7 separate regions of the Mus musculus genome follow, and regions 1, 2, 3, 5, 6 and 7 are each linked to region 4. Evidence: chromatin contacts called from public Hi-C and promoter capture Hi-C data. All regions are on one chromosome and are shown on one strand. Each heading gives the region's core, a stretch centred on a gene start, on an enhancer-like site or on the middle of the called end of the contact. The rest is flanking DNA. Distances are from core to core; before and after follow the strand shown. Region 1 holds the start of Csgalnact2 (chondroitin sulfate N-acetylgalactosaminyltransferase 2). Region 2 holds the start of Fancd2 (Fanconi anemia, complementation group D2). Region 3 holds the start of Bms1 (BMS1, ribosome biogenesis factor). Region 4 holds the start of Raf1 (v-raf-leukemia viral oncogene 1). Region 5 holds the start of Brk1 (BRICK1, SCAR/WAVE actin-nucleating complex subunit). Region 6 holds the start of Vhl (von Hippel-Lindau tumor suppressor). Region 7 holds the start of Setd5 (SET domain containing 5).

What was found. Promoter capture Hi-C pulls out the DNA fragments that hold promoters and counts their contacts. Hi-C and Micro-C count contacts between places; a contact is called where the count stands out from the background.
Region 1: a contact with region 4 is called in a promoter capture Hi-C map of pre-B cells, with 2.8 times the contacts expected there. The contact joins the promoter of Csgalnact2 here to the promoter of Raf1 in region 4. A contact is called at or near these places in 2 of 39 promoter capture datasets (hippocampal neurons and pre-B cells).
Region 2: a contact with region 4 is called in a promoter capture Hi-C map of pre-B cells, with 5 times the contacts expected there. The contact joins the promoter of Fancd2 here to the promoter of Raf1 in region 4. A contact is called at or near these places in 3 of 39 promoter capture datasets (embryonic stem cells, liver and pre-B cells) and 1 of 115 datasets of contacts at active chromatin or transcription factors (astrocytes).
Region 3: a contact with region 4 is called in a promoter capture Hi-C map of embryonic stem cells, with 3 times the contacts expected there. The contact joins the promoter of Bms1 here to the promoter of Raf1 in region 4. A contact is called at or near these places in 1 of 39 promoter capture datasets (embryonic stem cells) and 1 of 115 datasets of contacts at active chromatin or transcription factors (astrocytes).
Region 5: a Hi-C map of B cells shows a contact between it and region 4, with 6 read pairs. The contact joins the promoter of Brk1 here to the promoter of Raf1 in region 4. A contact is called at or near these places in 1 of 39 promoter capture datasets (embryonic stem cells), 1 of 484 Hi-C or Micro-C datasets (B cells) and 1 of 115 datasets of contacts at active chromatin or transcription factors (astrocytes).
Region 6: a promoter capture Hi-C map of pre-B cells shows a contact between it and region 4, with 4 times the contacts expected there. The contact joins the promoter of Vhl here to the promoter of Raf1 in region 4. A contact is called at or near these places in 2 of 39 promoter capture datasets (embryonic stem cells and pre-B cells) and 1 of 115 datasets of contacts at active chromatin or transcription factors (astrocytes).
Region 7: a contact with region 4 is called in a promoter capture Hi-C map of pre-B cells, with 5 times the contacts expected there. The contact joins the promoter of Setd5 here to the promoter of Raf1 in region 4. A contact is called at or near these places in 2 of 39 promoter capture datasets (liver and pre-B cells) and 1 of 115 datasets of contacts at active chromatin or transcription factors (large pre-B cells).

The regions. Positions count from the first base shown.
Region 1 is chr6:118,137,757-118,140,456 of GRCm38.p6, reverse strand. It overlaps Csgalnact2 (chondroitin sulfate N-acetylgalactosaminyltransferase 2), which reads left to right and starts at 1,317. Exons shown (of 8, transcript NM_030165.3): 1 at 1,317-1,434.
Region 2 is chr6:113,530,388-113,533,087 of GRCm38.p6, reverse strand. Fancd2 (Fanconi anemia, complementation group D2) reads right to left here and starts at 1,406. Exons shown (of 44, transcript NM_001033244.3): 1 at 1,340-1,406. Emc3 (ER membrane protein complex subunit 3) reads left to right here and starts at 1,450. Exons shown (of 8, transcript NM_175101.3): 1 at 1,450-1,760. The coding sequence starts at 1,606.
Region 3 is chr6:118,417,976-118,420,675 of GRCm38.p6, reverse strand. It overlaps Bms1 (BMS1, ribosome biogenesis factor), which reads left to right and starts at 1,259. Exons shown (of 23, transcript NM_194339.1): 1 at 1,259-1,388; 2 at 2,059-2,267. The coding sequence starts at 2,092.
Region 4 is chr6:115,675,370-115,678,069 of GRCm38.p6, reverse strand. It overlaps Raf1 (v-raf-leukemia viral oncogene 1), which reads left to right and starts at 1,435. Exons shown (of 17, transcript NM_029780.4): 1 at 1,435-1,834. It overlaps D830050J10Rik (RIKEN cDNA D830050J10 gene), which reads right to left and starts at 2,102. Exons shown (of 1, transcript NR_152134.1): 1 at 1-2,102.
Region 5 is chr6:113,603,445-113,606,144 of GRCm38.p6, reverse strand. Brk1 (BRICK1, SCAR/WAVE actin-nucleating complex subunit) reads right to left here and starts at 1,373. Exons shown (of 3, transcript NM_133937.1): 1 at 1,249-1,373. The coding sequence starts at 1,366.
Region 6 is chr6:113,622,694-113,625,393 of GRCm38.p6, reverse strand. It overlaps Vhl (von Hippel-Lindau tumor suppressor), which reads right to left and starts at 1,400. Exons shown (of 3, transcript NM_009507.4): 1 at 1,016-1,400. The coding sequence starts at 1,253.
Region 7 is chr6:113,076,331-113,079,030 of GRCm38.p6, reverse strand. It overlaps Setd5 (SET domain containing 5), which reads right to left and starts at 1,392. Exons shown (of 22, transcript NM_028385.1): 1 at 1,319-1,392. Gt(ROSA)26Sor (gene trap ROSA 26, Philippe Soriano) reads left to right here and starts at 1,787. Exons shown (of 3, transcript NR_027010.1): 1 at 1,787-1,857.

The DNA of each region.
Region 1 (2,700 bases), core at 68-2,567, 2.5 Mb before region 4:
TACATCTGTGGACTTTCTTTTTGTTTGAGATAAGGGCTCAATGTATATCCCAGGCTGCCCTGGAACTTACTAAGTAATCCAGGAAGGCCTGAAAAATATCATTTTTCTGTCTCAGCCTCATGAGTGCTAGGACTATAGGCAGATGTCACACCTGGCTTCTGGGGACTTCTCAGAAACTGTTAATGAAATGTCAAGTGTAACGTAGGCACACAGTAGATGTGGGCTTGGACTAACAGTGCCAAAGCTGGAGTCTGGCATCGTGGCTCGCTAAGATTTCAGTGAGGTGCCATTTATATCTACTTTATTAATACATTAGAGAATTTTTGCCTTATCTTGGAAATTTAGCAGTGCTGGGCACTTAACCATTTGCTAAAGGTCCCCATGTTCCAAGTCTCCTAGGAGAGAATTCTCCTGCCTCCCTGCACTCATACTTAGGACTGTGGCTGGTAGACAGCAGGCAGCTAACCCACGTGGACTGTCTTTTGTGATTGTACTAGAGAAGATGGATGTCTGAGGGGACTTCAAGGTGCGTCCTAAAGAAGCAGCTGTCCAAGGGAGACACTTTGTTCCTGACCACAGCTGGCTCTATTGGCTGACAGTTGTTGAGATATCTTCTGCCCAGATGTTCTCCTCTAATGCCACAAGGGAAATCCTGAAAACTTTAACGGTCTGGATCACCTACTTCTAAGATAGGCTTGCTGACTGCATATCCAGTCTCTTTCCAACTTTGCCAGTGTGTGCTTTTCTGAAAAGGCTAGACTTCACACACACACACACACACACACACACACACACACACACACACACGGTACTTTACATGCAGCAAATGGAATTATTTATTTTAAGTAAAAACACGTAAGGACCTCTTCAGTGTTCAGTACCGATCTTCCCTGAGCAGAAGGCATGTTGGCTATCCTCAGCCTCCCCGCTAGTCAGCTCTGCCAGGTTAGCACTTATGTGACGATTAGCCACATGCGTGTCTAGTTAAGTGTCTCTAAGGCATGATGTTCCCAGGCTATTTATCCCACAGGGCTTGAGCACCCATCTCAGTTGTTGTTTGTTTGTTTGTTTTTAGATGAATCAACTGTCATCTGTGGAGCTTTCTGTGCAGGGCACAGGACAGAAGAGGGAGGAATAGGCGTGTCCTAGCTGGAAAGAGAAAGGCCTGGCCCTGGAGGGCGGGACTTGGCAGTGTGGAGGGCGGAGCCCGGCTGCGGTGGGCTGGGTCTGGCCCTGGAGGGCGGAGTCTGGCTGTGGAGGGCGGGGCCTGACCGCGGAGGCGGGCGCGCCACAGCAACCCAGCCTCATTTCCCTCATTTCCTCGCGCGCGCCGGAAGTGGCGGTGCTCCGCGGCGGCGCGCCGGGCCGGCCCCGCGCAGGGCGCTGGCCAGGTGTGCAGGTCCCCAGAGGCGGCGACGCTGAGCGGCGGGCGCGGTGAGTACCGCCGTGTCCTGCCGCGCCTCTGGGCAGCGGCCGGTCCCCTCGGACGAGCCCTCCGGGACGCCGCTGGGCGCGGCGCTTCCTTGACGCGCCCTCCCGAGGCTGGTCCCGTTTTGGAGACCGCTGCTGCCAGGGACCGCTGGTTTGCGTGTCAGGTTTTTTTTTTAACCTCCTCGTCATCATCTCTGCTGAGTGGCTAAACTTTTTACTGTGGGGTTGAACGCGCCCACTGGCAGCAGCCCTCCTGCCTCTGACAAAACGCTCCCCTTTAAAAGATGCTCTTGGAGTAGGAATTGATGATCGCCGGAACCTGGATAAAAACCAAAAACGGAGAACTGTCAGAAGGACCAGATAGTTTAGAAAATTCCTGCATTTCTGAGCAACTGGCTGGGTAATTTGTCAAATACCACAGCGGTACTTGTGTTTGTGATGATGACATTGGCGGCATGACAGTTTGGTTACAAATCTAACGCTTTTCTTCTTAAGTCCTCATTAAATCTGAAGGTGTGCTTTAGCTTGTTTTTGAAATGTACATGCAGTGTCCTGACAGTTCATGCCACTGAAGGCCCCTGGGCCTTTAATACCTTGGGGATTAATGCCATCTCTTAAAGGTGCATTTAAAAAAGCACCTCTGATTTCCGAAGTAATAAAAAGGTGTTTTATGGCATAATATTCGGGAATATTTGCTACTATCTTTTTTAAATTATGTGACTAAAAGAATATAAAAAGGGTGTTGTGTTTTCAGTATATGAGGCTTAGAAGTGTTGATATTAAACAACCAGCTTTAGTTTCAGATAATTAAGAAATTACTGTTTATCCATCTACACTCCTTTTGTAGTGGTATAAAATATAAAAAAACGTCAACAAATGCATGAAAATGAACTGTCTGTGAATCATTACATGCTTCTTACCTTGTCTGCTGCTACACACATCAGATTTTAATTGTACAACATTCCCATAGTGCTCTGCTTCTTCCAAATAGGTTACCCCTGCTTCCCCATTAAGAGTTCTGACTTCTTTCATCAGCCATTAGTTTGGACTATTTTAAGCTTCATGTTAATGGAGTTAATATATAGTATTCTCAGAATATTGCTGTGGAAGTCACTGTTCGTGTTTTTTGATATGATATCATTCATATCATGGTATGGTGTTGATAATTCTTTCTTATAGTGTAATGTGCCATTCTGTGATGTGATTGTTCTTCTGTTCATGAATGTGTGCTTCCAGATTTGTGTATTATTTGTTTTAGGTTTTAGGGGT
Region 2 (2,700 bases), core at 157-2,656, 2.1 Mb after region 4:
CCTGCATAGGCCAGAAGAGAGTATTAGAGCCCCCAGAAGTGAAGTTACAGATAGTTATGAGCCACTATGTGGGTGCTGGGAAAGGAGCCGAGATTCTCTGCAGAGCAGCAAGTGTTCTTAACCACTGAGCTATTTTTCTAGTACGTATTTATTTTTAAGACAGGATTCCACCATGTAAATTGGACTGGCTGGTCTACATAGTTACCAGTTACATTCTAGGCCAGCTTCAGATATACAGTGAGGCCCTATCTCAATAACCAACAAACAAACAACCTTGTCTTATATGCTCTAATTATAATCTACATATTTCTCACATGCTAACTTAAGAAAGATACCATTACTAGTCTCCTAATCAGGGGAAGGGCTGAGGTTCTAACTCTAAAAAGTCTGGTTCCAGAATCTGTACTCCTTGTTTTGTTCATTTATTTTTGGTTCTTAGACAGGCCAGAATCTGTGGGTTTTGTCTTACTTTCAACTTCTAGGGTCTTGTGTAGCTGTTTGGTCTTGAACTCATACATAGCCAAAGGCAACTTCTCCTGCCTCCACCTCCTAAAAGCCAAGACTATGGGCTATTATTATTATTACTGTTTTTTATTTGGTTGGTTTTGTTTTTTTGTTTTGCTTTCTTTTGTTTGAGACAGGGTTTCTCTCACTCTGAGGACTGGCTGACCTTGATCGAACTCAGAGATCCAACTTCCTCTGTCTCTCAAGTGACACCACCACCCAGCTTCTCTCTCTCTCTCTTTATTTTTCTGTGTATACAATGTTCTGTCTGCACATCAGAAAAGGGTATCAGATTTCATTATACATGGTTATGAGCCACCATGTGGTTAAGGGGAATTGAACTCAGGACCTTTGGAGAAGCAGCCAGTGCTCTTAACCTCCAAACCATCTCTCCAGACTAGGGCAATGGTTTCTATTAAGGATTAACGTTCCTGGGCTGGTGAGACAGCTCTGGGATTAAGAGCGTTTACTGCTCTTGCAGAGGACCCAGGTTCAGTTCCCATTCAAACATGCGGCTCAAAACTGCCTGTAACTCCAGTTCTAGGGAATCCTGCGCCCCTTCGGGTTCCTATATGCATGTGGTGCACATAAACACAGAAGGTCAAATCATACATATACATTAAATAAGTCTTGCCAAAAAAAAAAAAAAAAAAGCCTCAAAAACTAAAAACAGGTTCAAATTTCTTATTATACGAGATTTCTTATTATGCGTTTCCTACAATAATATGTAATCACTGACAGCCACTTTTCAGAGGGAAACACTAGAACAAGTCAGGGCCGTCTGACTTCGGAGAGATACCATCTCGCTCCCAGGAAAGCCTAAAAAGCCACTAACCTGGGGACCCGCCAGTTGCTTCCCTTCGTTTTCGACTTTCCCGCTAGAAGAACGGCGCTCTGACGCCATCAAAGCCGCGCCGTGGCGTGACGTTACTCGCCCGCACCGGAAGTTGACGGCCTGGCGGCCCAGCTGGAAACAGTGCGCGGAGAAAGCTAGGCTGCCCCAGATTCCACGCCAGCCAGACTGAGGGGCGGGTGAAGGCCCGGAGCCGAAAGCCGGGAGGAACCCAACTCCTCCCGACCCGCAGCGAACTCTCAGCGAAGATGGCGGGGCCCGAGCTGCTGCTTGACTCCAACATCCGCCTCTGGGTGGTCCTGCCCATCGTTATCATCACTTTCTTCGTGGGCATGATCCGCCACTACGTGTCAATCCTACTGCAGAGCGACAAGAAGCTCACCCAGGAACAAGTGTCTGACAGGTCAGTACCCTCACCCTATCCTGCTGACCTCACTCCCGGGTGACCTTGGTCAAGAAAGTGCAGGGATTGATTGTATCACTTTAACTGAGTTTTCATCGCGCCCCTACGGGTTGACCTTGGCGGTTAGCTGTGTTTCATTTTTGTCAGTAAAATGGGAATAATCTCAGTACCTACCTAATAGAGAGAGCAGGCATGTAGATGTTAGATTGGATGATACCTAAAAGCCTTTAGCCCAGGGCCTTGCATGTACTAAGTGTTTAAGAAAACGTTCTTAATATTGTTAGGCTAGTTGCCAACCGTCAGTGAGGTTCTCTCTGAACTATCCTGCTCCATTCCGTTATTAAGAGTACCCACTGAGAGTCAGATGCAATATTCCCTTGAGTCCTGCTAACATCCAGGCAAGTGAATTTCATAATCTACACTACCAAAGAACTGTAGTGATCTGCTGAGATGCTAAGGTATAAAGTGCCTCCAAAGCTTGGAGACTACCACAGAGACGTGTGAGGAGTTGCGATGGACCATTCCACCTGCCTCCTCTCCTCACTTGCCTTCTTACAGTGCTTTTCTGTGGGAGACAGAACTTTGACATAACTTCAGCCACTTCACATTAAAATCAGTAACAGTTTTCAATCACTTATTCTAGTCATTTTCAGAGACTAGCTGAAGACAGTGCTGCTGGTTCCTTGACTTGTCCAGATCACATAGGAATCACTTTAATGAAGAGAAACGTTTCAAACGTTTCTGCAGAGAACAGAAAACAAAAACCAAAACAAAACAAAAACCTCATTTTGCCGGGCGTGGTGGCACACACCTTTAATCCCAGCACTTGGGAGGCAGAGGCAGGTGGATTTCTGAGTTCAAGGCCAGCCTGGTCTACAGAGTGAGTTCCAGGACAGCCAGAGCTATACAGAGGAACCCTGTCTCGAAAAACCAAAAAAAA
Region 3 (2,700 bases), core at 10-2,509, 2.7 Mb before region 4:
GTCTGCCCTGAGTTCTTCCAGCGTTGGACTGTATGAGAAATTTCTCATAGGCCTCATTTGGTGGTTCAGCTAGGGGGATAGTTGCCAGGCAGGATGACCCTGTCACAGGTTGGGACTGAGGGCTGTTTGACTTGTTCAATAGACACCTCTGTCAGCCATTTGTCCTCAGTTTGCGATCTTACATTCCAATCCTTTTGTTGATGATAAAGGGCAATGTAGTCTTTTCTATAACTACTTCCTGCAGAAATTGGGGCGTTGCTCTGGAATGTGCAGAAAGGCTAGAATGATGGTCACTGGAATGATAGTCAAAGGATGGGGAGAGAGAAATAGGAGGGCCAACCTCACAAACTATCATTTGCTAAACCTTTGATTTTGTTTCATAATTTCCATATGAACCTTTAGAGCTGTTTTGTGTTGGTGTGCTATTAAAAGGTACAAAATGGGAGACTTTGAGGCAACTGAACCCATGTTCTTGGCTCATTGAGGTGAGAGCTGTGTTTTGCATGAACATGCTATTTTGTGGGAACCTGAATCCGTATTCCCAGGCCGCAGTCACTCTTATTTGGCGCAAGGAAAAAACCCTACTTCTTATTCTCCTTGAGATGAGCTCAGTTTTGAGTCCAGCATAACTGTAGCAAATAACCGGGACTGGGGGTTTGAGGGCTATTCCCCAGGACTGGACTGAGTCCTGGGGATGCAAGGCTGAGCACAGAGACACAAGACACACGACACACATAGCCACACATGCACACAAAATGGCAAGCTAAGACGTTTTCTGAAGAAAACGCCCTCTCCAGGAGCACAGAGGAGCACCCTGCCCTCAGCCCGTCGGTCCTGGCACAAGAGGGCAGCAGAGCGCTGAAAACCCGTGAGGACAGCTCTGGCAGCGGTGACAGGGAGCGGTAGCCTAGCGGATGGGGCGGCGGAATTCACAGCTTTCAAGTTGGGACTGGCGATGACTCGGGCGTCCTTCCAGCGTTCCTCTGCTACTCAAATAAGCGGGCCAGGGCCCAGCGCCGCGCGGATCCTCTGAAGCCAGGTCGCGCTGGCTGAGAGCCCGACTCTCAGAGTGGCTGGGACCCGAAGGAGAGGGCAGTCCGTGCGAAATCTGAAAGTGCGCTTGCGCAACCCTCAGCCAACCCAGAGCTTACTTCCGGCTTTCCCCTGAAAGTCGTCCGTCCACGGGTTCCTTTTTTTCCCCTCTTCTTTGCTCGTTTCCCTCCGACGGGTACAAGCAGAAGGACAGTTTCCGCTTCCGGCGTCGTGCTTGCGGGCTGGAGCGGTTGCTGCCGTGAGTCCGAGTGCTTTCGCGAGCCCCGTCGGCTTCCCGGTTCGGTCGGTCCTCGACCTCCCGACAGGCTGCTCCCAGGCTGCGTCTGGGCTGGAAGGCAAGTTTCTCGGCCGCCGGAGAGGTGCTCCCGGGAGTGTGGAGGGCGTGGGTTCGTGCAGTGCTGGATGGGGAGCGGGTCACTCGAGCAGGGAGGGCTCCTGCCCAGCTCGGCTGCGTGTTCTTCTCCCAGCAAAAATAGATCACCGGGAGGGGAAAATGTGCTTCCTCCAGGAGCTGAGAGGCGAGTCTGCTCAGCACTGTTCGGATGTCTTAAACTTGTATGTTTGTTTTCGTTTTAAGTTAAAAGGACACTTCAGCCTAAGCTACCTAGAATAGTAGGCACTAGTCACGTGCGACTAAGTTTAAAATTAATTTAAACTTAAGATAGTTTTCAGTTTCCGAAGGTACGCTTGAAATTCTCTGTAACCACGTGTAGTTCACAAGGCTTCTGTACTGAGAACAGCAGGTAGGATGTATTTCTGTCATTACAAAAAATGAGCACTGTCGAAATGGCTTCAACATAAAACATAAGAAGGATAGTGTTGGTGCTGCTAACTCTTATACTTTATGGCGTAAGAAAGGGACGTGAATTTGAAGATACTGGCTAAACATTTTCTACCTCCATTCAATGAACAAATACATCAGCACTTAAGTAAATTAAATTACTGCCCTCCTGTGTTACCCTGATTATAATTGATTACCACCACCGTCCTCCCTGTTCCGTGTAGGTAAGACTTATTTGTAGTAGATAAATAGCCACCATGGAGACCAAGGACCACAAGAAACATAGGAAGAAGCACAGTGGGCCTAAAGCTGAGAAGAAAAAGAAACGGCACCTGCAAGACCTACAGCTTGGAGATGAAGAGGATGCCCGGAAGAGAAACCCCAAAGCTTTCGCAGTGCAGTCAGCTGTGCGGATGGCGAGGTCCTTTCACAGGTGTGTTTACCTGGGGTTAGTGGGTCTTCCCTTAAGTACTGGGAGCCTCTCCCAGATGGCATTTGCCTTGTGAGTCTTAACTCAGGTCTGAAGGACGTAGGCATGCCATAGTAGGCATGCCGTATGGCTTTTCCTAAAATGTCAGAGCTCTGTCAAAGAAACATTTTCCCTCTAACACCTGCCCTTTGCCTTTCCCCACTTTTTTCTTTGTTTTCTTTCTTTCTGTCCTTCTTTCTTTCTTGTCCAAGAAGAAGAATTTACACAATTTAGATCACACACAAAAAAATCTCCTAAACTTTGCATATCTCCATGGCAGTTAAAGTGTTGGTGGTTCCCCCCCAATACTTTTAATGTAAAATACTAAAATAACTGTATTTAGGGAGATAATAATATATAGCCAGCAGTTTTCTTTAAATGTTACCTAATTGAATTC
Region 4 (2,700 bases), core at 186-2,685:
TACAAAAGCCAAAAGATGGAAAGAACCTAAATTTCCATGGTTATCCTAGACAGAAAATCTGGTGTAAACTTCTGATGAAATAGTTTAGCTCTAAAGAGGAGTGAAGTATTAGCACACATGTGTTACAGATGAACTCGGAAACAGGCTAAGTGAAAAGACTTAAATCATAAAGGGCCCCATACTTTATAAGTATCCACGCACACAAGATAATCTAGAAGTCAGGTCTGTAGTAGCAAAATGAGTATTGGTGGTTGCTCTGGGTGGGAGCTAGTGAGAAACTAAACTGCTTAGTGGGTAATTTTATTTCAGAGTAATGGAAATGTTTTGGAACCAAAGTTGTGGTTACACAATACTGTGAACGCACTAAATGCCAAAAGATGTTTACTTATAAATGGTTACTTAAAAAAAACAAAAAAAAACTTGTCTGTGTATTTGTAAATGCGGTTGCAGGTTGCGCACGTAGCACCGGGTTCGAATGGAGGTCAGAGGATAACTTTCAGGAGCCTGTTCTCTCTTCCATCAGGTTTTACTCTGCACACTTTTTACTCTCTGAGTCACCTTGCGGGTCCCCAAATGGCTACTTGGAAAATACTTACACAGAGGTAGGAGAACCAGAGTCTGAGGCCAGCCTCAAATTAAGAGGGAATCTGGCACATGCTTTTAATCCCAGCACTCAAGAGGCAGAGGCAGAGCGATCTCTTTGAGCTCGAGGCCAGCCTGGTTTACAAAGTGAGTTCCAGGACAGACAGGGCTGTTAGACAAAGAAACCCTGTCTCGAAAAACCACAATAAATAAATAAAATTGAGAACCTATTTCAAAGAGGGGAAAAAAAAAAAAAAGCACAATTGACAATACACATTGCCCTCCAGGTGTCTATTCCACGGGGGCTGTACGAAGACGCACAACAGGCTTCAGTTTACGGTGGGCCATATTGTCGCATCAATTTTAATTTTTTTTTCTTTTTTGAGACAGGGTCTCATGCAGCTCATATGACCGTGAACTCCCGACCCTCTTGCCCTCACTTTCCAAGCGCTGGCATTACAGGTGTGCAACACCATACTTTTAGTTTTTGGTCAACTTGGTGTACTACAGCGAACACTCCATCTACAAATGAGGAACCTGAGGTTTCACATAGCATGAGGGCTTTCCCACAAAACCCCTAGGCCGCCATTCTCCACGGATGTCAACTTCGGAGAGGAAGCACCAGAGCTGGAGCCCTGTGCCGTGTGTCACCAGGCGCGTCTGGCCCGCTGAGGGCCTCGCGGGTGGCCGGACCGCGGCTGCAGCCCAATACCACTGGCCTCCAACCAGAAACAGTCACTCTGCTACCACGGAGTCAACCCCGAAATGGCGGCCGCAGGACCGCGAGGCCACGCCCCCGGAGGCGGGGCCACATTCCAGGCTCGAGCGATAGATCCCCGAGCCGAGTTTTAAGCGGACTGCCGAGCCCAGGAGCTCGCGCAGAGGCAGTGAGCCCGGCGGCGCCGCAGGTCGTGGAGACGAGTGTCGAGCGCAGGGCTAGCTCGCCCGGGATAGCCTGAGAGCGTCTTCTTCGCGGGTGCTGGTGCCGCCATCTTGGATGGCGGGAGTTAGAGCCGAGCGGACTTGAGGCGGGAAGGCTTCTCTGTTGTTCTCCGCAGGCCCTCGGACGGGCCAGCTGGCCGAGCTTTGGGGCGCGTGCCCTGAGGCGCGGGGCGCTAGTGCAGCGATGCGGGGCCTCCCCGGGGCCCCGTCCCCCGGGCTGGGGACACGCCGAATGTGACCGCAACCAACGCGTTCTCTCAACCACCGCTGCCGCTGCACGACGGGACCCGGCACTGCCCGGCTCCCTCAGGTAGGCCACAGGGCTGACGGTGCGACCGTGGGGCGCAGGGTCGGCCAGGCCGCTGTCATCCTGGTGGCGGGCCGGGCGCGGGCCGGGTGTCATGGCCGGCGAGCCAGTTTCCACACCCCTGCTCAGATTTCCCAGTGTTTCTCGGAAACGTGCCAGCGCCACTCCGGTGCCCAGCGAGCATTCCTCATATTTTGGCAATGGGGGAAAAAAAATCCTCCCAGAGCTGCCCAGTGACTGTGTTGTCACTGGGATGGGCTCGTTCTTTTTTCTCTCGGGCTGCAGAAGTGGGGGGAGCCCGGCCTTGCACCTCCTCTCGGGCTGCTTCGCTTAAGTGACACCCTTTTAGGGAAGACAAGAGGAATCGGGGAAGGCAGCGAGAGAAACCGGTCAGGGTCCCGCCTCAAAGGCTTGCGACCTCGCCTGGGGCTTCCAAATGGGTGGCCCGGGATGCTCGCGATCGGGAGCCAGGCTGCCTTTTGTGTGAAGCGACAACCTCCCAGGCTTTTGCAGAGCCGGTGCATGGATGCAGAGTTGGGACACAAACGAGGTGACCGTGTTCATTCATTGTTCTCTCTCCAGGGCCCAGGGTGTGCCTCTGGTTTTCATTCTTTGTTAGGAGGGACAGTCGAATCTCTTCTTTCCCGGTTGAGACGTAACTGGGTCCTGGGGAATGGGCCAGGTCTGTGTATAGAAGTGGGGAATGAATTCAGGGCACGTCTGAATGCCTGCAATGCGTCCTGTGGGGTCGTTGGAGACTCAGCTCCTGGGGCGTGAAAACAACCGGAGGTGATAAGGCTTGTTTTCCCAAGTGTTCTTGGGATTTAGAACAGTTAGGTGCAGAGTCGAGAAGCCCTGAGGTTCCTTGC
Region 5 (2,700 bases), core at 124-2,623, 2.1 Mb after region 4:
TGGGAGTTCCTCCTGGTCCTCCTGCCTCTGCATCCTGAGTGCTGCTATTAAAGGCATGGTGTGTGGGTGCTAGGCCAATACTCTACAGACTAGGCATCCCCTGCCCCTTAATGATGCATTTCCAATTTCCTTTTTGTTCTCTTTTCTCAAAAAACAAAAACAAAACAAAACAAAAAACCCCCAACCAACCAAAAAACAAAACAAAACACAAAAAAAGGAGGAAAAAAAAGGAGAGAGAGAAAGAAAACTCTAAGAAGTGGGGGATGCCGGGGTCTTGTGCTTACCACTCAGGAGCCCAATCCCTGAACTACACCCCGTAATTGAAGCTACTGTTCGGTTACCTTCTATCATACTACTTAGGACTCATCGGGTCTTTAGCTAGAAAATATACGATTCACTTTAATTTTTTTCAAAATACAGCACTTTCTCCCCAAGATGCTGAAAGTTGCTAATTAGTAGAACCAAAGCACTCTAGTGAAAAAGATCACTGGATGCCATCTGCACGTCTTGTATTGTGTAAGAAGGTCCCTGAAAGAACCCTTCCGGAGACCATAAGAAGTCTGTAACAGGTTTTCAGTCCAGAAGGCTAGGAACGCACGCAGAAAGAAATCAAGACTGTCACTAGCCGGCCACACCTAGGAATAGTTTTTTGGAAAAGTGGACTCTGCTGAAACCATCTGCCCTGTAAAATCCGAGGAGCCAGACAGAAGCATCCAGAGCACCTACCATGAAGCAGATACAGGGCTAGAAAAGCCATTCCCAAGGCCCGAGCGGGCCCCATCCCTTACAACCCTCAGCACTAGCACCAAATCGAGCCGGGGATGAATGAACCTGCCGGGAGTGGTTAAACGGGAGCAATAGAAGGCATGACATCAAAGGGGTTCGGACTTCTTCCTGAAGGAGATGGACAACGAGCAGGAGTCTCTCAACAGTAAGCGCGACCGTGACCGTGACACGGCTGCGCACTGCCTGCCAAGTGAAGACTGGCACGGAAGCGCGGCGCAAACCGGGGCGGATGATGGATGGGCCTAAGAGGCTGGACAGTGGGCGTGCTGACGAGCGCAAGTGGGGCATGGCAACGGGCAGGGTAGACCCTCGGAAACGGCCCAGTGAGGCTCGGGGTGAGGGCACTGGGGCCGGCGGGCAGCCAAAGAGGAAGCGAGTAGCCAGGGCGGCGCGCCTCTCCTCCCCGCCGCCGGCCGCCTCCCAGGCCTCCCTCCTCCCAGCCTCCCCTGCTCGCCCGCTGACCGAAAGAGTTGAGAAAGTCTGAGATTTTCTTGATGCTGCTGGTGATGATCTCAATGTACTCCCGGTTCGCCCAGTCCTGGTGAATCTCCCGCTGCACCGGATCCTCTTGTCCCGCCATGGCGGCCGCCTGAGGAAGAGTGACTGCGCAGGCGCCGCGACCTCTACAGGCCTCCAGCGCGCCTGCGCCGCCAGCCAGTACCCGAGTGTTCGAGCCCCAGAAAGGGCTGGCAGAGCGACGCGCGTGCGCACTCTAATCCCTGCGCTCTAGCTTGGCTCCCACGCTGGGGTAAACAAGATTCCTCCACTCGCGATGTGAAGACTAAGAGCTACCCTGTCCCCGGTTACAAGCACCCGCTGACCACTAGCGGATCTTGTCGTTAGGGGGCGCCCACACATTCCCACCTCCGCCTAAGGGTTGCTCCAAGCTCTCTTGCACCTTGTTAGCTGTGATGGGCACAGTCCACGAATCCCGTTTATTCAGAATGCTTGTCATGCTTGGGTCACAACTCTGTTCATTCTCGTTTTCTTTTAAAATTTGTTGTTGTTGTTGTTTTTCGAGACAGGGTCTCTCTGTGTAGTCTTGGCTGTCCTTGTACTCCCTCTGTAGACCAGGCTGGCCTCGAACTCACAGAGATCAGCCTGCCTTTCCCTCCGGAGTGCTGAGATTAAAAATGTGGCCACCACCGCCAGGTTAAAATTATTTTATTCGTATTATATGTGAGCGCTTACGTGGCACAACACGCGGGCGGAAGTTACAGGACAACTTGCAGGAGTGGGTTCCTCACCTTCCATCTTGTGGGACTGAACACTCAGATCATCAGCTTCAGTGTCTTTATTGTTCGAGGTGTCCCACCAACTCTGAATCTCCATATTTACCAAATGAGCAAAATACTTTTCTTTCTTTCTTTCTCTTCTCTCTCTTTCTCTCTCTTTCTCTCTCTTTCTCTCTCTTTCTCTCTCTTTCTCTCTCTTTCTCTCTCTTTCTCTCTCTTTCTCTCTCTTTCTCTCTCTTTCTCTCTTTCTCTCTCTTTCTCTCTCTTTCTCTCTCTCTTTCTCTCTCTTTCTCTCTCTTTCTCTCTTTCTCTCTCTTTCTCTCTCTTTCTCTCTCTTTCTCTCTCTTTCTCTCTCTTTCTCTCTCTTTCTCTCTCTTTCTCTCTCTTTCTCTCTCTTTCTCTCTCTTTCTCTCTCTTTCTCTCTCTTTCTCTCTCTTTCTCTCTCTTTCTCTCTCTTTCTCTCTCTTTCTCTCTCTTTCTCTCTCTCTCTCTCTCTTTCTCTCTCTCTTTCTCTCTCTCTTTCTTTCTCTCTTTCTTTCTTTCTTTCTTTCTTTCTTTCTTTCTTTCTTTCTTTCTTTCTTTCTTTCTTTCTTTCTTTCTTTCTTTCTTTCTTTCTTTTTCCAAATCAGGGTTTGTCTGTGTAGCCCTGGCTGTCCTAGAACTCACTTTGTAGACCAGG
Region 6 (2,700 bases), core at 151-2,650, 2.1 Mb after region 4:
AAGCTAACCCTGAAAGAGCAGTATAAACCGGCCTTGGTGACAAAGGCCTTTGCTTTAATCCCAGTACTCAGGGGGCAGAAGGAAGTTGGATTTCAGTGAGAGGCCAGCCTGATCTACAAAATTCCCACATCACTCAGCTGTCTGGCTGGTTGCTTCAGACACAATCTTGGGGCTTAGCCAAGGCTGGACTTGCACTCAGTGAAATCCTTCTGTCTTGGCCTCCTGAGTCCTGGGCTACCACACACAGATCTGGGTACATTTTTTTTCAATACATAAATAAGGCAATGTCAAACAGCCCCAATTCACTACGGCTAAAATCAACTTTTGAACTTTTTCTCTCACTGTTTGGCGGCAAACCAAAAAAGCCTGGTGCAGTCATCTTGCCTCGGTTTTCTGAGTCCTGGGGATTGTACACCTGAGAGCGGCTTCACTTGTTTTTCATAGCCATCCAGTCATGACACTGATAGAACTGACTGACTTCCACTGATGCTTGTCACAGTTAATAAGCTTACGTGGTCAGGCTTGGTACAAACCTGAAATCAGTGGCGAAGGCAGAAAGATCGAGAGTTCAACCCGTTATCCCATACTCACTTGTTTTCGGCCAAGACGCCAATCGGTAAAGGTGATCCCCCAACTACAACTGTTAACTCCCTCAGCTGACTTATCCTACTCCGGTTCTCCTAAGCTGCGTGCTCTTTCTTCACCTGGACGCACCCACACTCTGCCCATGCTTTCGCAAACCTCTAAGCTCGGTGCCTAGCGCAGCAATTATGACACAGGCTGGTTCTTGTCTGTTCATACATTTTTTTTGTCTGTAACCCTCCAAGTTGTCATCACCAAGGCAGGTTCGCATGCCGAACCTGACCGGGAACTGGGTTAACACTGCATCCGAAATCACTGGTAGGGGCCGGGCATTTTCTCGGGGTAGATGCAGTGGGTAGGGACAAGATGCTCGGGGTCGGAGAGAAAGCGCCCCGCCTGTTACAGCAGCAGCGGCCTAGCGCGCGGCTCGTACCTCGGTAGCTGTGGATGCGGCGGCCGGTGCCCGGTGGTAAGATCGGGTAGGGCTGAGGCTCGCCGTCGAAGTTGAGCCACAAAGGCAGCACGACGCGCGGGCTGCGGTTGCAGAAGATGACCTGAGAGGGCTCGCGCGAGTTCACCGAGCGCAGCACCGGCCGCGGCCGCCCAGCCTCCATCTCCTCAGGACCGGGCTCCCCCGCCGCCTCCTCTGGACTGGCTGCCTTCCGGGGCATTATTGGAACGGGTCCCTCGGATTCGCAAGCTGGACGTGGGCGGCGCGTGCGTGCGTGCGGATCTACGCGCTCCGGGACAGGTCTGCCGGTCCCAGACGCGCTCCGGGCAACTTGAAGGCGGAAATGGCCGCCGGGAGCCCTCAAACTGGGGGGCGGGGCGGCACGGAGCCAGGGGCCGCGGCGGTGGGCGGGGCCGCAGCAGTGGGCGGGGCGGCGGGGCGGCGGGGCGGGGCCGCGGCGGAGCCCCGGGTTATAAATTCCACCTCCTACAGTTGGGTTTCTGTTTGTTTCCTTTCCTTTTCTTTTTCCTTCTTTTTTTTTTTTCCCCCAAGATAGAGTTTCTTCGTGTAATCCTGGCTGTCCTGGAACTCACACCCTAGATCAGTCTGGCCTCGAACTCTCGGAGATCTGCCTGCCTCTGCTTCCAGAGTACTGGGATTAAAGCCGTTATCTCCATGCCAGAAAGACTTGCTTTGAGGTAGGGTCTCACTATGTAGGCCTAGAACTCATTATGTATATCCGGCTTGTCCTGAACTCAAAGATCTCCCTGCCTCAGACTCCAGAGAACAGGGACCAAGGGCAGTTGGATTTTTTTTTTTTTTTTTTTTTGGGTAGCATTGTTTCCCCCTGGCTGGTCTGGAATTCCGTGTACAGACCAAACCAGCTTCAAACTTAAGAGTGATCTCCTGCCTCTGACTCCAGAGTGCTGGAATTACAGGCATGAGCCTCATATATATATATATATTTTTTTTTTTTTGAGTGTACTTAAATTTAATTTCTTCTCTTAAGATCTCCACGGGCTTGCCATATTTCCCCTTCTGCCTTTGCTTTTTGGTTTTTCAAGACAGGGTTTCTCTGGGTAGCTCCAGCTCTCTTGGAACTCACTCTGTAGACCAGTCTGACCTCCAATCTCCTGCCTCTGCCTCCCAAGTGTTGATATAAAAGCTGAGTACCACCGCTGCCGGGCCCACCTATGCTATTATTTAAAGTTTTTCTCATTGATGAGTTTGAGTCTGTCTCTATTTTTAACTACACATTTCAAAATGTCTTCCAGAGTACAAAAGTAAAACTTTCCCTCCTTTTCCATCTGCATTCCCAGAAAACAGTATTACCAGTTTTTGTTTCCTTTCAAACTTTTTTATGTTTGTGAATAGAATTTTAAAATATTTTGTCTTTTTCTTTTTAGACGCAGACTTATTGCATAGTTCCCATTGCCTTGCAGCTGAATATATATAGCCCAGGCTGGCCTCAAATTAGTGGCACTCCTGTGTCTGCCTCCCAAGTACTGGCATTCTAGATATGTGCTACCATGACTGGTTCAAAGAATTAGCATACAACTACTATCAGATAACATTCAGTGCCATTTTTCCATAGACATTTCTGGCAGAAGTTTCATCAGATGAGCTTTTTTTAAATGTACGGGCCGGGCAGTGGTGGCGCACGCCTT
Region 7 (2,700 bases), core at 143-2,642, 2.6 Mb after region 4:
ACCTAAACCATTATTAATATCAAATTAACCATCAAAACACTTTCCTCTCAATATGCTGCACACAAACCTCCTCCTGGAACCTCCTCCATCTGGATCCTCCCCAATCAAAAGTATAGGTATTTAACATATAAGCAAGGAAGTAATGTAAACATGACCTTGGTCACAAATATGTCATCTAAAAACAATTTAGTCAAGGTATGGAGGAAATTCGAGAACCTGAATCTTTTTAAGTATTTTGAGCACAGGAACAATTGGCAAAAGGAATCCAGGTATAGACAAAACCCAGAGCCCAGAGCTCTGGGCGAAAAATGAGTTGCTGGTGAAGACGTTACACAAGTAACATGAGAAAGCAGAAAATGCAGGTCATCCACGCACCCCTGACCCAGGCCAGCAGGGCGGGCTGCAGCATCAGTACACAGGAGAAAGATCCTTATTCCTAAGAATGAGAAAGGCAAAGGCGCCCGATAGAATAAATTAGCATAGAAGGGGCTTTCCCAGGAGTTAAAACTTTCCTTCTGAGCGATTACCTACTAAAACCAGGGCTTTTGCCCACTACCATTTACCTAGGATCTTGGCTTGCACGGATTCATAGGGGCATATCCCTCCCCCTCTTCTTTAGAGTCGTTCTTAAAAGATCGCTCTCCACGCCCTAGGCAGGGAAAACGACAAAATCTGGCTCAATTCCAGGCTAGAACCCTACAAATTCAACAGGGATATCGCAAGGATACTGGGGCATACGCCACAGGGAGTCCAAGAATGTGAGGTGGGGGTGGCGAAGGTAATGTCTTTGGTGTGGGAAAAGCAGCAGCCATCTGAGATAGGAACTGGAAAACCAGAGGAGAGGCGTTCAGGAAGATTATGGAGGGGAGGACTGGGCCCCCACGAGCGACCAGAGTTGTCACAAGGCCGCAAGAACAGGGGAGGTGGGGGGCTCAGGGACAGAAAAAAAAGTATGTGTATTTTGAGAGCAGGGTTGGGAGGCCTCTCCTGAAAAGGGTATAAACGTGGAGTAGGCAATACCCAGGCAAAAAGGGGAGACCAGAGTAGGGGGAGGGGAAGAGTCCTGACCCAGGGAAGACATTAAAAAGGTAGTGGGGTCGACTAGATGAAGGAGAGCCTTTCTCTCTGGGCAAGAGCGGTGCAATGGTGTGTAAAGGTAGCTGAGAAGACGAAAAGGGCAAGCATCTTCCTGCTACCAGGCTGGGGAGGCCCAGGCCCACGACCCCGAGGAGAGGGAACGCAGGGAGACTGAGGTGACCCTTCTTTCCCCCGGGGCCCGGTCGTGTGGTTCGGTGTCTCTTTTCTGTTGGACCCTTACCTTGACCCAGGCGCTGCCGGGGCCTGGGCCCGGGCTGCGGCGCACGGCACTCCCGGGAGGCAGCGAGACTCGAGTTAGGCCCAACGCGGCGCCACGGCGTTTCCTGGCCGGGAATGGCCCGTACCCGTGAGGTGGGGGTGGGGGGCAGAAAAGGCGGAGCGAGCCCGAGGCGGGGAGGGGGAGGGCCAGGGGCGGAGGGGGCCGGCACTACTGTGTTGGCGGACTGGCGGGACTAGGGCTGCGTGAGTCTCTGAGCGCAGGCGGGCGGCGGCCGCCCCTCCCCCGGCGGCGGCAGCGGCGGCAGCGGCGGCAGCTCACTCAGCCCGCTGCCCGAGCGGAAACGCCACTGACCGCACGGGGATTCCCAGTGCCGGCGCCAGGGGCACGCGGGACACGCCCCCTCCCGCCGCGCCATTGGCCTCTCCGCCCACCGCCCCACACTTATTGGCCGGTGCGCCGCCAATCAGCGGAGGCTGCCGGGGCCGCCTAAAGAAGAGGCTGTGCTTTGGGGCTCCGGCTCCTCAGAGAGCCTCGGCTAGGTAGGGGATCGGGACTCTGGCGGGAGGGCGGCTTGGTGCGTTTGCGGGGATGGGCGGCCGCGGCAGGCCCTCCGAGCGTGGTGGAGCCGTTCTGTGAGACAGCCGGGTACGAGTCGTGACGCTGGAAGGGGCAAGCGGGTGGTGGGCAGGAATGCGGTCCGCCCTGCAGCAACCGGAGGGGGAGGGAGAAGGGAGCGGAAAAGTCTCCACCGGACGCGGCCATGGCTCGGGGGGGGGGGGGCAGCGGAGGAGCGCTTCCGGCCGACGTCTCGTCGCTGATTGGCTTCTTTTCCTCCCGCCGTGTGTGAAAACACAAATGGCGTGTTTTGGTTGGCGTAAGGCGCCTGTCAGTTAACGGCAGCCGGAGTGCGCAGCCGCCGGCAGCCTCGCTCTGCCCACTGGGTGGGGCGGGAGGTAGGTGGGGTGAGGCGAGCTGGACGTGCGGGCGCGGTCGGCCTCTGGCGGGGCGGGGGAGGGGAGGGAGGGTCAGCGAAAGTAGCTCGCGCGCGAGCGGCCGCCCACCCTCCCCTTCCTCTGGGGGAGTCGTTTTACCCGCCGCCGGCCGGGCCTCGTCGTCTGATTGGCTCTCGGGGCCCAGAAAACTGGCCCTTGCCATTGGCTCGTGTTCGTGCAAGTTGAGTCCATCCGCCGGCCAGCGGGGGCGGCGAGGAGGCGCTCCCAGGTTCCGGCCCTCCCCTCGGCCCCGCGCCGCAGAGTCTGGCCGCGCGCCCCTGCGCAACGTGGCAGGAAGCGCGCGCTGGGGGCGGGGACGGGCAGTAGGGCTGAGCGGCTGCGGGGCGGGTGCAAGCACGTTTCCGACTTGAGTTGCCTCAAGAGGGGCGT